Linked DNA regions of Mus musculus: region 1 is linked to region 2. The links are chromatin contacts, called in public HiChIP or PLAC-seq maps. All regions are on one chromosome and are shown on one strand. Each heading gives the region's core, a stretch centred on a gene start, on an enhancer-like site or on the middle of the called end of the contact. The rest is flanking DNA. Distances are from core to core; before and after follow the strand shown.

Region 1 (7,074 bases), core at 1,375-3,874, 2.0 Mb before region 2:
AAAACTTTTTTTTTAACCTAAACAATCCAAATAGCCCACCATGTAAATCACACTAATTTATGGGGGTTCCCATGACATTTTAATTAATTGTGTGCTGAGTATTGAACCCAGGATTCTCTTGCGTGCTCAGTACATGATATACCAATGAGCCAGACTCTCAGCCCTTTAAAATTATTTTTAAAGGGCTAGAGATACCTTAATAAGAATTGATCATATAAAATATCATTTGAGGGACAATTTGAATTTGTATACTGTATTTTTTTTTTTTTTGGTTTTTCGTGTACACTGTATTTTTAACTTGGTACATTTACCATTTACTTTCTGGTTTCAATCAATATAAATTCATTATGGGGATAAACAGTGCAACTAAAAATACTTACAAGTCTAAAGGTCAAAATGACCAATGCTTTTGGTGACAGTCATCAATGAAATCTTAACATTTTAAAGACCTGTCTTATACCTCAATTTTCACATGCTCTAACCTTTATCCCAAACCTTTCTGCAAATTAAGAAGACCACTGGCATAGCAAGGAGGAATTTAGACTGTTCTCCCACCACTGCTATCAGCTAATCTAGAAATAAACACACTTCCCTTTACCAAACTGTTTCTTAATTCTTTTGAAAACAGGAAAATTAAGTCAGTGGGTTTATGGACCAGTAACAGTAATACAAACTGTGATCACCAACTCATACTCAAGTATGACTAATCACCCTTTCTGTTTGAGAAAAATTTAGTATGGGCTGTGACTTTAAAAAGTAAAGTAAGACCCTGGTTATCACAGACAAGGAGAAGGCAGAGAAGCTGAAGCAGTCCCTACCCCCAGGTTTGGCAGTGAAGGAGCTGAAATGAACCAGACCTCTGCATGTGACTATTAAAAACCCTGAAAAGTCAAAAAAAAAAAAAAAAAAAAAAAAGTAAAGTAAGAAAGTCAATTTTTTGTGTGTGCACTGTTTGTGTTTGGTTCTTTCTGTCACAAAATATCCCCCTCCTTTATTGTCAACTCAGCGGAATCACCAATTAACCTTGCGCACAGCTTTAATCCTAGCACTCGGGAGGCAGAGGCAGGTAGATTTCTGAGTTCGAGGCCAGCCTGGTCTACAAAGTGAGTTCCAGGACAGCCAGGGCTACACTGAGAAACCCTGTCTCGAAAAACCAAAAAAAAAAAAAAAACCAACCCACAAAGAACACACACACACACACACACACACACACAAAACAAAAAAACAAACAAACAAACAAAAAAACAAACCAATTAACCTTGAATAACTTAAGTTATTCAACCTTGAAATAAAATAAAAAGTGAAGATACTGGTGTTAAGTTTATCAAAACTGTTATAAGTGAATCACAAAATATTTGTCTCTAACAGGCTAGATTTTCAGATCTGGCAGCTTCTTTCAAATAATAAAAAAAAAAAGAATGCTTTCTACTTCCTTTTCTACTTTTTTTTCCCCAAGAGAAAACTGGAAAGAGGAAAGTACAGTGTCTTGCTCTTCCCAAACTCCAACACCCTCCTTAAATAATACCCTGTTCCATAAAGCCAGCCCGCATAGCATCGCAGACCCAGAAATGTACAAAGCTGTCATGGCTTTCTTGTTTGGTTGGTTTTGACTAGGTGCAGAAAACATATTCGACATGTGTTAAATTTAATGTGAAGCTTCACAATTTCGTTTCCAAAAGTCAACTTTAATTGCATAGATGTATTCATTTGAGTTGTATTGTTTTGGGGTTTGGTTAATTTTGATGTGTTTTTCTTTCTTTTTTTTTTTTGCAAACTTTTTTTTAAAATCAAGTTTATAATGTTAAAAATATGTAAAGAGAAATTTACAAAAAAAAAAAAAAATCAGCACCTTTGAAACTGGGGTAAGGGTGTGGCGCTCCTGTGGCAGAAAGATCCGGTCTGCCTGAGCTACATGTATACCTAGCATGAAGTGAATTTGGAGCATGACAAACACTAGTTTACTTCCCGTTTCTCCTTTTTATTTTATTTTATTTCTCTCTTTTTTTCTAACGTCATTGAATGAATGCTGGCGGCATGCTTATGAATAAAACTACTCTCACACAACCTGCTGTCCATGTATGTCAAAGGATGAACTCTCGAGAAGGGCAAAGGCTCCGCAGTTGGCCCCTGGCAATTGACAAAAAAGAAAAGTTCTCTATCGACCCGGAGGCCAGTGGTCGAGACAGCCCCCTCTCCCTTCCACGACTGGCTTTCCCGTGTTGAATCCTACAGCCAGCCTCCTTTAATCATGACAGGGGTCGGCGGTGGGAATCTTCGCGCCACAAACACTGCTGAGCAACTCTCGGAAACCAAGGGATCAGGGTTAAGACAGGAAAGCAAAGCCTGCGCCAGACTCTAATGACCAGCAAAGCCAAGCCGGGGCCACCGCCACCGCCACCACCACCACGCCTGCCTCCCAAACACAGGGAGGAGACTCCGGGCGGGCGAGAAGAATCCCCTGCTAGTTAAGTCGCCCCTTCACTCCCAACACTCCTGTCACCCCGAGGACTCTCCTTCCACACACACACTCCCAGAGCCGGAAAAGGCTCGCCGCAGCCACACACCTACCGCGGGCAGAGAGCGCTGCGCCACCACTCCAGCGAAGTGCCTCACTTGGCTGCCGAGAACCCGATTGGCCGTAGCAGTCCGCGCGAGACAAACCGAGAGAGTCGCCGACCAATCAGGAGGCCGCGCGCTCCGGCCGGCGCCGCGGGGCCGCGGAAACTGTGTGGAGCTCCCTTGGGGCTGATGTCTCCCCCGCTGAGGTGAAGCCGCCTCGGGACTGCAGACTCTGGTGCGGACAGTGCAAGGCGCGCGGGGTGCCAGGCCGCCTCAACCCGCTGTCTCAGTAGCGGGGGTGGCCGGGGCTCTCAGTCGCGTTTCCCCCACCGTCTTGCGGCGCTCACTTTCGTGGCTGGTGATTTCTGAGTAATTTGGCTATCATGGGCTGTAGACAGCGGAGCACAGACAAGATCTTCAGGACACTGGTCCATTCCACAGGTAAGGTTACACTGGCCATGAACAAATGAAATTATTTATCAGTTGAACTTGATTGGTATCTTCGGAGCGACGGACTGACTCACTACTCAACAGTCCAAGATCAATAAAGTCACTGCAGAAAGGGATATGATTGACAGATCATATGATTGGCATGTAGTAACATGGTTCTTTGCATGTTAGTGAAGAAAACCAAAGTGGAGGATTAATTTATGTTTAGTCTTAGATTTGGTAAACAGACCATTAGCTCTTCCAAATACCCTACCACATACGATAGGATAGGTTTCTATTCTTCACCAGAAGGCGTTTTGCCATTGTTGTGTTGTTTAACATACGAACACGTTAAAAATGTGCCTGACCCTGACTTACGCTCCGATTATGTCATGCCTATCAAAGAACCAACGAGATAGTGGTATCTTAGTTTTTTTAGTTTCTTTTTCCTCCAAGTAAAAAGGAAACTTAGATCTAAATGAAGTTGCCTGTATGTTTGGCCAGATGAAAGTTTGAGACTGGCAAAGAACCAAATTTAAATAAAATTCTCCTGGCAAGCTGGGAGATGGTGGCTGGGGAGGCAGAGACTAGCGGATCTCTTGAGTTCTCTCCGGATTGAGTTCCCGGAAAGCCAGGGTTACCCAGAGAAACGTTGTCTCAAAATACAAAACATACAAACAAATAAAAAGTACACTAACAGTGAAATATTAGTGTTGTCTTTGGAAGATAAGCTTTAAATTTCCTTAACTTTTTTTGGCAATTTTTTTTCTTTTGTAAATTAGCTTCCAAGCTACACTGGTGAGAGCTTTTTCTTTAGTTGCTGTTTGCTATGTGGAAGTCCAGCCTAGTAGACCAGGATGGCTTTGAGCTACTGGTCCTCCTGTCCCCACCTGCCCTTTCCTGAGGTGTCAGGCTGAGTGAGTGTACTGAGGTGGAAGTTACTAGAATCTAAGGTGGAAGGCAGCTTGGCAATGTCTCTTTGTGGCACTTGGATATCTGTAGTATTAATTTTACAGTGGAAAGGTTGCCTGGCTGAAGTACAGTGTATAGCTTATGTTTCCCTTTTAACAGTTTGCATTTCTGGTGAGTCTCATTGCCAATGTGATACATACTTCTTTTTGGCTAACAGATTTTCAAGTTTCTAAGAACATTTTGGTGTTCTGAAGCATATCACAGTTAGTGGTATATGTCAAGCATATTCTGGGCTGGAACCATAGCCCAGTCAGAATACGTGCCTTGTTTGTGCAAAGCCCTGGTTTGGAATCTGAGCACTACATAAGTCCAGTGTGGTGGCACATGCCATTGATCCCAGTGCCTAGGAGGTAGAGGCAAAAGGATCAGAAGTTTAAGGCTATACTCAGTATCATAACCAGTTCAAGGCGAGCCTTTCTCAAAAGGAAAAAGAGAAAAATTGTATTCCACTTGGTACTCAGTGGACAACAGAGTGCTTTCCTGTTTTAAGGAATTCTTGGTCATTATCACCTCATTTCTTTATTTTCCCCATAAATTACTAGGTGTGATTTTCTAGGGTTCTAAGGGGCTTTTCCCATGAGTCTGGTGTGTTATTTTCACCTAATCCGTATATTTGAAGAACATTTCTTATATCCGTGATCCCTAATTGGTTATTTTTCAGAATTGTACCTTTCTTTAGCCCTACAAGGATCCAATATATTCAAATTTATTTTAAAATATTAATTCTCTTAAGCACAATCCCAGCAGTTTAGTGTGCTTGTTACATCTTATCCACAATGCAACCTTCTTCATGTATTTCAGAATTCACATCCCCTTGGGGAGTTTCCTGCCATCCTTTTGTGTTATGATGTTCATTGGCATTATCTTAAGTTTCATTTCCTCATAGAGATCTCGCAGACTATCTGTTGGGAGTTCCCTTTTAGTTTTAAACATGATTGTATACAGTGTTTTAAAGCCTTCTAACATTGCTGGGCAGTGGTGGTGCACGCCTTTAATCTCAGCACTTAGGAGGAAAGAGGCAGGCAGATTTCTGAGTTCAAGGCCAGCCTGATCTATAGAGTGAGTTCCAGGACAGCCAGGCTATATAGGGAAATCCTGTCTTGAAAAACAAAAACAAAACAAAACAAAACAACAAAAAAAGCCTTCTAACACCCTTCAAGCTTATGATGTGGAAAAGACAGAAAAATTTACCAGGTATTGACTAACACTTTGATAATTCAAAAAAATTTTATTACTGCCATCACTAGATATATATCCTAAGGAAATATCAGAAAAGTGCACAAAATGTTTATTCAAGCATTATGTGTAACAAAAAAATATACAAAACTTTATAATAACAATAATTTTTTAAATGTATTAAAACCTTCAGTGTGTGAATTATTGTCCAAAGTATATAATTTAGCCATTTACTTATATAACGATAGTAGTAATTGGGCAGAAAATAGAATATACTATTGTGAGCATGGAAAAAGAATATACACTAAAATCTAAAATTTTAAAATTATACACTAAGAGGATAATTGCTATCATTTATGAAATCCTTCCTATGTGTCAAATATCAAAGTGATAATCTCATCCTCATAACAGCATATGAGACAATTACCATTATTATTCCTACTTTTAAAAGTTTCTATGATATATTAAGATAAAATGGATAGTTTGTTGGTTGGTAATACAAGTTTTAACATATTAAATATAGATGATAGGATCATGAGCTATTCTTTTCTATACTTGTCCTAATTTTGATGTTCTGTTGATTTTTTTTCCAGTTAATGTATATTTTTTCATAATGCTTTATATTATTTTTAAAGATGAAGTTGTTTTCTTTGTAAATATGCACTGTCCTTTGTTTTCGCTGCAGAGTGTTTCATGCATTTGTGGACCAAAACATGGGATGAACTTTAATTTTAAAAAGACATTGTCAGTAGTCCTGATCCGGCTTTCAACCTGGCCTTGAAGAAGATGCTGTGCCTGTTTTTCTTGGACTAGTAGTCATTCTGAAAGTCTATTCAAGCACAGTTTCTATTTGCAAATTCAAATACTAAAGACTATTAGGAAGTGGCCTAACGAGATACTCTCTTTGGGGACTACAGATTTCATAGAGACTGCAGTTGGAGCCCATTTAGTTTTGATTAACTTCATTTTGAAGAATTTTATATAAGCAACACCAAAAGATGGAAGAAAAAAATGGTGGGTCAAATAACTAATTTTTAAACATTGTATTTAAATGTTTCTATACATTTATTCTAAATCGCTGAATTTCAGTGTGTATTTCACTCTCTATGATTTCTCTTTCTTCTTCCCACCCCATTGGGTGTGTGGGGAGCCAGCACCGCCTGGAATGGCTTGAAGTGAGTGGGGCACAGAGTTGGAGGTAGAGGAAGCTGTGAAGACTGGTGTTCTCTGGCTTTCTAGCTCTCTATGTAGACTGAATGCTTGCTGACACCTCTAACAAATTCTAAAATCTTTCTTGTTATTCTGTGGTTAAGAACTCTTGGCTTGGGTGATTAACCCCTGTGGCCTAGCAGCAGGGAATTAAGTAAAAATATTTATTGCTATAGTTCCTTTCTCAGGAGAAGCAGCCAGAAGCCTGTCTGGCTAGGCTGGTTAACTCTTTGTGAACCAGAGAGGAAGAAAGGAAAAGAACCAAAATCTTTTACACAGACAGAATGCACAGAAACATATACATTCATACACACATTTACATTTTCATTTATACATTAACATATTCACATTTTTGTTGGGCCTAACAACTTGTCTTACATACTCCGCAAGTATTCATGCATGTTTACTTACACACACACACACACACACACACACACATATGTATATATCTACATATAGCCAAGCTATCCAACTAACAACTTTATTTCTTTTCTCTGGCCTTTTTATACCTTCTTAGACAAAATGTTCTTTAGAAAATTACCTCAGAGATGTTACATAAAATGGGAGTTATAGAAGGATGTTGAAGTAGCAGTTTTTACATGGCTTTACCTTATCATAGTGCACACCTGTAGCTTCATCTTTGAATGTAAATGGTTTCCTTGAACACAAAACTGTCCCAAGTCTATTTCTCTTTTTAGTGTGATTGTGAAAGCTCATTGTATTTCTTAT
Region 2 (6,175 bases), core at 2,481-4,980:
GGATTGTTTTTTTTTTTTGTTTGTTTGTTTGCTTTTTTATTTTATATTATTTTATTGAGACAAGGCCTTACTATGTAACCCTAGCTAGCCTGGAACTATTTGTACACAGAAGATTGGCATCCAACTTGCCAAGATCTGCCTGTACAGACTCCCTAGCGCTCAGATTAAAGACGTATGCTACCACACCCAATAGAACACTGAGATCTGGACCTCTTGGTTTGTATAGTTATGTAGCATTTTCTGGGTCAATATAATAGTGAACCTTGTTCACTGTTTACTTCAGTTCTTAAAACAGCGGTTCACAACATTTCCAATGTTGCAACTCTTCAATACAGTTGTTCATGTTGTGATGAACCCTAATCATAAAATTATTTTCATTGCTACTTCATAACTATAATTTTGCTACTGTTATTCATTGGCTTCCAGTATATTCAAACAGTGTATAACCATTACATTTTCTTCATCCTATAAAAACAAAAACCTGAGGCTCTTTGACAGTTATCCCATATCCCTCCTTTTCCCCAAGCGCCTGAAAGCCACTAAATGACTTCCTGCCTCTATAGATTAGCTAAGATTCCATGTGCAAGAGACCATACAGTATGTGGCATTTATGTCTGGCTTCTTTTATTTAGCATGTTTTCAGGGTTTGTGATACAGTTTCATTATATTGCATTCTTTTTCATGACTGAATAATAAAATTACAACATTTGACTTCTTTATTCTTTAGGAGATGAATATTGGGTTGGTTCTACCTTGGGCTCTTATGAATAACCCTCTTATGAATGTTTATATGCAAGTTTTTACCTGAATATGTTTTCTTTTTAAAATGTATGTGTCTGTGTTAGGAGCTGGCCAACATGGGTACTGGAAACTTAAGACCTCTGGAAAAGCAGCAAGTGCCTTTAACTGCTGAGCCATGTCTCTAGCCATAGGTGAATATACACTCAGTTCTACTGGGTATATACCTAGGCATGAAATGTCTGGTTCAAACAGGAACGCTGTGTTAGCTTCTGGAACAGCTGCCTGTTTTTTAAGTAGAGTGATAAATATCACACCATCCTAATCAATGCCTCTTGAGATGTTAGCCACTCCCTTTTCCAGCGTATACACACTGCATAGACTACCTGCCCAAAAGTCAATAGCAGCTATCTCTGTTACCAGGTTAACTGCTCTGGTATCTTGTTATCTTGTTATCACTGTTATCTTGCTAATCACTGGACAGGAACAGAGATGTTAGCAATCAAGCATGTCAAAGGGAAGCCATAAAGTATTTCCTTTAAGTGTCAACTCAATTTATCACATCCCAAGCACTGGGAAAACAGGACAGCAGAAAATAAATAAATAAATAATAAATAAAAAGTTAGAGCAACAAACCATATTTATATTACTTGCATCTCAATATAGTATTATAAGTACTTTTCTTTTACTCTTACTGTTAATGTCTTACAGTGCCTTGTATAGTTTAAATATTATCATAAGTATGTATATTAAAAAAAAAGTGTACTAAAGGTTGTGTTTAGCCGGGTGTGGTGGGTGGTGGCACACGTCTTTAATCCCAGCACTTGGAAGGCAGAGGCAGGCGGATTTCTGAGTTCGAGGCCAGCCTGGTCTACAAAGTGAGTTCCAGGACAGCCAGGGCTATACAGAGAAACCCGGTCTCAAAAAACAAAACAAAACGAAACAAAACAAAACAAAAGGTTGTGTTTGATGAGGTTTCAAACTTCCCTAGGGGCCTTGGACTATGTCCCTCTCAGATAAGAGGGACATTCTCTGCTAAACCAGTGGCTCAAACCAGAGCACAAGCCAGCAGCTTACAGCTTTTCATTTCAGCCCCTCAGCCACCAGTGCTTCCGATTCAGAAAATCTTATGTGAAGGAGATTCCTTGATCCCTCAGAGAGGAAATGTATTGGGATTTCTTTGCAGGGGAGGGTTGTTTTGTTTCTGAGACAAGGTCTTGTGTAGCCTTGGCTGGCTTTAAACTCAACATGTAGACAAGGCTGACATTGAACTCTTGCTCCCACATCCCAAGCACTGGGATAACAGGTATGAGTTATTCTGCCCAGGCAGGATGTGAATTCCTTGTTGTGGGTATGACAGCTTCTGTGTGTGTGTGTACAGGTGTAAATGTGTGCATGTGGAAACAGAGGTCATCCTCTTTAGGCACTGCCTGCCTTGTTTTTTGAGGTAAGATCTCCCCCTGGGAAGGAGGACCTGGGGCCAGATTCAGCCAAGCTAGCTAACCAGTGAGCAGCACAAATCCTCCTGCCTCCCCCAGCCACCACATTAGGTTAAGTGGGCGCTAGGGATCACTCAGGACCTTAGGCTTCTGCAGCAAACACTTTGCCAACTGAGCATCTCCACAGCCCCAGAATGTTGATCAATAGGTTCCCAAGGGATGGATGCTGAAGCTGCTGCTCCATCGATCACACTTTCAAATCATATACTCAAAAGCTCCCTCCTTACAAACTCTTCTGATCTCACTTTCGTTTATTCATAAGGTATTGAAACAATCAGCTTTTAGAACTAGACCTTTCTTCTGGCTTTTAACCAGATTTACACACACACACACCTGGGAGACAGACCAATAGTGGAATACACAAAATTTTAAAGATGTAGAAAGCAAGGCTAGGAAATAGTAAATGAATTATCCTTTACTAACAACTATGAATGGCTAAGAAATAATACAACTCAGTATTTCTATATTCTCCAAGGTGGTTCAAAAATAATTTGGGATGCTGTCACTTCAATATTGCCAGTGAAACTATTTTACATGGCAAAGTCCTTTTTATATACTTCTACCTTGATACAGTTCACACTCAAAATGCCTATTGTAGTTTCTCCAAAGTTACCAACCAGAGTTGAAGATAAAAAGGAAAAGTGGAATTTTAGGCTTTTGGGAAAACAGTAGTCAGATATCTTTTGTCTGTGCATCCTTAGATTCAACCAACTAGAAACTGAAAACATTTGGGAGAAATTTTTTATCTGAACTGAACATGCACAGGCTCCCCCCCCCCCCCCCCGCCCCCAGCCTCCCGAGCGTGCTTTTCATTATTCCCTGAACAATTAGGCATAACAATTAATTATAGAGCAATAAACAGTCTAAGATAACAAAAATGGGAAAATGGCTTATATACAATACAAATATACCATCGTATATATGTGAAAGAGCACCTGGGAACTTTGGTATCCAGGGAAACTGGGTGTCCTAGAATCAATTCCCAGAAGATATGTTTTTATCTTTATAAGACTGTGATTTATTCATTCTTTTCTGTACTTTTGCTTTTACTCCCGATTACTAGGTAATCAAAGCTTCACCGGATGCAAGTATTAGAAATGTTCGCTGTAACCTACTGTGAAACTCTAAAAGTTTCACTGCTGCCATGGCATCGCCAAGCCGTGTGACATTAGCCCGGGTAGCCGTGCCGGGTGGAGCGGGAAGTCCACCCCCTGAGAGGAGCACCATCCAAGTGTTGGCTACGGAAGCGCAGTCGCCAGGAGCCGGGCTTGGGCGCCGCCAGCCCGCCTGCCCTCGCGACCCCGCCGCCGCTCACGCACGGGGCAGGGAGAGGGCAGCAGGGAGGGTGGCCGCGAGGGGCCGGGCGCTTCTCCTACCTCGCGCCGAGGAGGAGCGGGCTGACCACGAGTGGGCCGAGGGAAGAAGCGACGCCTGATCCTAGGCAGGCCAGAGCGGGACGCCCAGCCGTTGCCAGGCGCGACTCCAAGGAAGCCGCTCCCACAGGCCTCCGCGCCGCGTGGGCGAGGCCGGAAGCTCGTGACCGGAAGTGCAGGGCTGCTGGGACCTGTGGTCCGCCAACAGCGGAGTGATTCTCGAGGCTGGCCCAATGTTTATGGTGGTCCAGGAGATGCTACAGGTGTAGGAGTAATCACAAGAAGGAAACCAAGGTCGAGTGAACCCCGAGGCAGCCATCCCCAAAGCTGGAGACCAGAGCAAGATGGCCCGGATGAATAGAATGTGTCCCAGAGCCACTACGCGGCTTGGGAACCTTGGAAGACTGTTTTCTGTGGAACATTGCGTAGAATTGTACGCGTCGTCCCATAAATTTGTCATATTAATCCTGTCTGGGTTCTCTCTAAATAAATTTAATCTGAAAATTAAAAAGTAAAGGTAATGTAATGCCAGCTATGATGACGCACATCTGCAATGGGAGTAGAGATGACGCTCAGGAGTACAAGACCAGCAGGGGACACCCTGTCTTAAAGACAAAATAATATTTCTTTCCGGAGCAAATGTTGGGCATGTTGACTTGAAGCCCGTTATAAAAAAACTGAAGTTTACTAACCTTTATTGTTCAGTTGTGTCAGAAAGTCATTGAATATGTAACATCCACCTTAGCCTCCCACGGATGGGGGTGGGGACAGATGTAGGGGACAAACTATTAGATTGGTCAGGTTCGGGCTACTTGGTGTGTTTTGAAGACTAAACCTCTTTATCTCTGATCCAGGTGTGTTGTATCAGCATTCAGAAGGTTACCTTGCAAGTGGGGTATATCGTACAGTAACTGACAGTATCTGGCAACTGTGTGTCAATAAGTAGTTGTTACGTTAATTAGTGAACATCATGGGGATATTTTAAGTTACTGCACTTCAATATAGAAAGAAAAAATACTGGAATCACAAGTTACTGCACTTCAAAAAAGAAAGATAAATACTAGAGTCAATCTTTTTCTTTTTCTTTTTTCTTTTTTCTTTTTTTTTTTTTGTTTGTTTGTTTGCTTGTCTTTTGAGACGGGGTTTCTCTGTGTAGCCCTGGATGTCCTGGAGCTCTCTGTACACCAGCCTAGCCTCAAACTCCTTGGTGCTGGGATTAAAGGTGTGTGCCACCATTGTCCAGCACTGAACTTTTTTTTTTTTTAAATGACTGTACATTCAGGGTACCCAGTCCTTGTCTGAGAAGAAGACATTATGTTTTTGTTAAAATAAAGGTTCATCAGGCAACATATTTTCTTATTTGTTCCCACACTAATTATCAAATAAACTGTCAACATATGTAATTAGTTACATATAAAGTGGGATGGGTAGCAGACAAGCCTGAGTCCCATGAAGTGGGTATGGAGTGAAAGAGTTCCATGTGTGAACATGAAGAACACTAAAGGAAAAACAGGTTTGAGGGAGAACACATCAGGTGTCAGATGCCTAAAGAATGTGCAAGAAGAGATACTGAGTAAGCAATTGTATATAACAATATAAAGCTCAGAGGAGAGGGCTGGGAATGTAACTTAGTGTTAGAACATTTGCTTGCCGTGTTCAAGGCCCTAATTTGGATTCCAGCATCATCATAATCATTAAAGCTCAGAAAAAGATGCCCATCTAGAGATACACACTGGGGATTCAGTAATTCCTAAGAAAAGATAGTTTGTAAGATTGTGAGTGAGTGAGCAAGATGTATTTTTGGAATAGGGGGATGTAGAACGGCAAAAAAGACAAGAGATAGTAATGAGGGTGGGTAAATACCATCAAAATGCATGTGATGGCTATCTGTGATTGTCAACTTGACTATTTCTGGAATGAACTACAATCCAGAGATGGAGGGTACATCTGTGATCCAGATCTTGAAGCTGAAGACACAGGCTTTTGATCTGAATCTTGGCCTGGGATGACACAGTATTTTGGTCTGGATCTTGAGGAATAGTGATCATAAAAAGCTTAGGCCTAGACATGTTGGTACACACCTTTAATCCCAGGAGACAGAGGCAAGGAGATCTCTTAGTTCAAGGCCAGCCTGCTACAGAACAAGTTTCAGTTAAAGAAAAGCTGGGCCCAGGCAAGGTGGAACATGCCTTTAATTCCAGGAGACAGAGAAAAGCAGATCTCTGAGTTCAAGACCAGCCTTGCAGATTAAACACTATAAACATGTGACTCTAATAAGACATTTAGTAACCACTAGAGGAACTGTCACCTATGCTATCCAGAAAATACTATTAAGTCCAGTTAAATGTTTTAAATGATCATAATACCTTTTTTTAAGACTTTGTCTCCAATTTAGGATCTCACTAAATAATAATTCTTTAAAAAGATAAACACTGGGGGCTGGAGAGATGGCTCAGCGGTTAAGAGCACCGACTGCTCTTCTGAAGATCGTGAGTTCAAATCCCAGCAACCACATGATGGCTCACAACCATCTGTAATGAGATCTGATGCCCCTCTTCTGGTGTG

Evidence for each region. HiChIP or PLAC-seq counts read pairs in DNA pulled down with a chosen protein or histone mark.
Region 1: an H3K4me3 HiChIP or PLAC-seq map of pro-B cells shows a contact between it and region 2, with 5 times the contacts expected there. The contact joins the promoter of Cab39l here to the promoter of Ift88 in region 2. A contact is called at or near these places in 2 of 39 promoter capture datasets (hippocampal neurons and pre-B cells), 2 of 115 datasets of contacts at active chromatin or transcription factors (astrocytes and pro-B cells) and 1 of 9 other capture datasets (adipose tissue).

The regions. Positions count from the first base shown.
Region 1 is chr14:59,436,513-59,443,586 of GRCm38.p6, reverse strand. Cab39l (calcium binding protein 39-like) reads right to left here and starts at 2,624. Exons shown (of 11, transcript NM_026908.4): 1 at 2,569-2,624. Gm45935 (predicted gene, 45935) reads left to right here and starts at 2,707. Exons shown (of 24, transcript NM_001320725.1): 1 at 2,707-3,000; 2 at 5,822-6,150. The coding sequence starts at 6,135. It overlaps Setdb2 (SET domain, bifurcated 2), which reads left to right and starts at 2,707. Exons shown (of 14, transcript NM_001320720.1): 1 at 2,707-3,000; 2 at 5,822-6,150. The coding sequence starts at 6,135.
Region 2 is chr14:57,421,626-57,427,800 of GRCm38.p6, reverse strand. It overlaps Ift88 (intraflagellar transport 88), which reads right to left and starts at 3,730. Exons shown (of 26, transcript NM_009376.2): 1 at 3,614-3,730.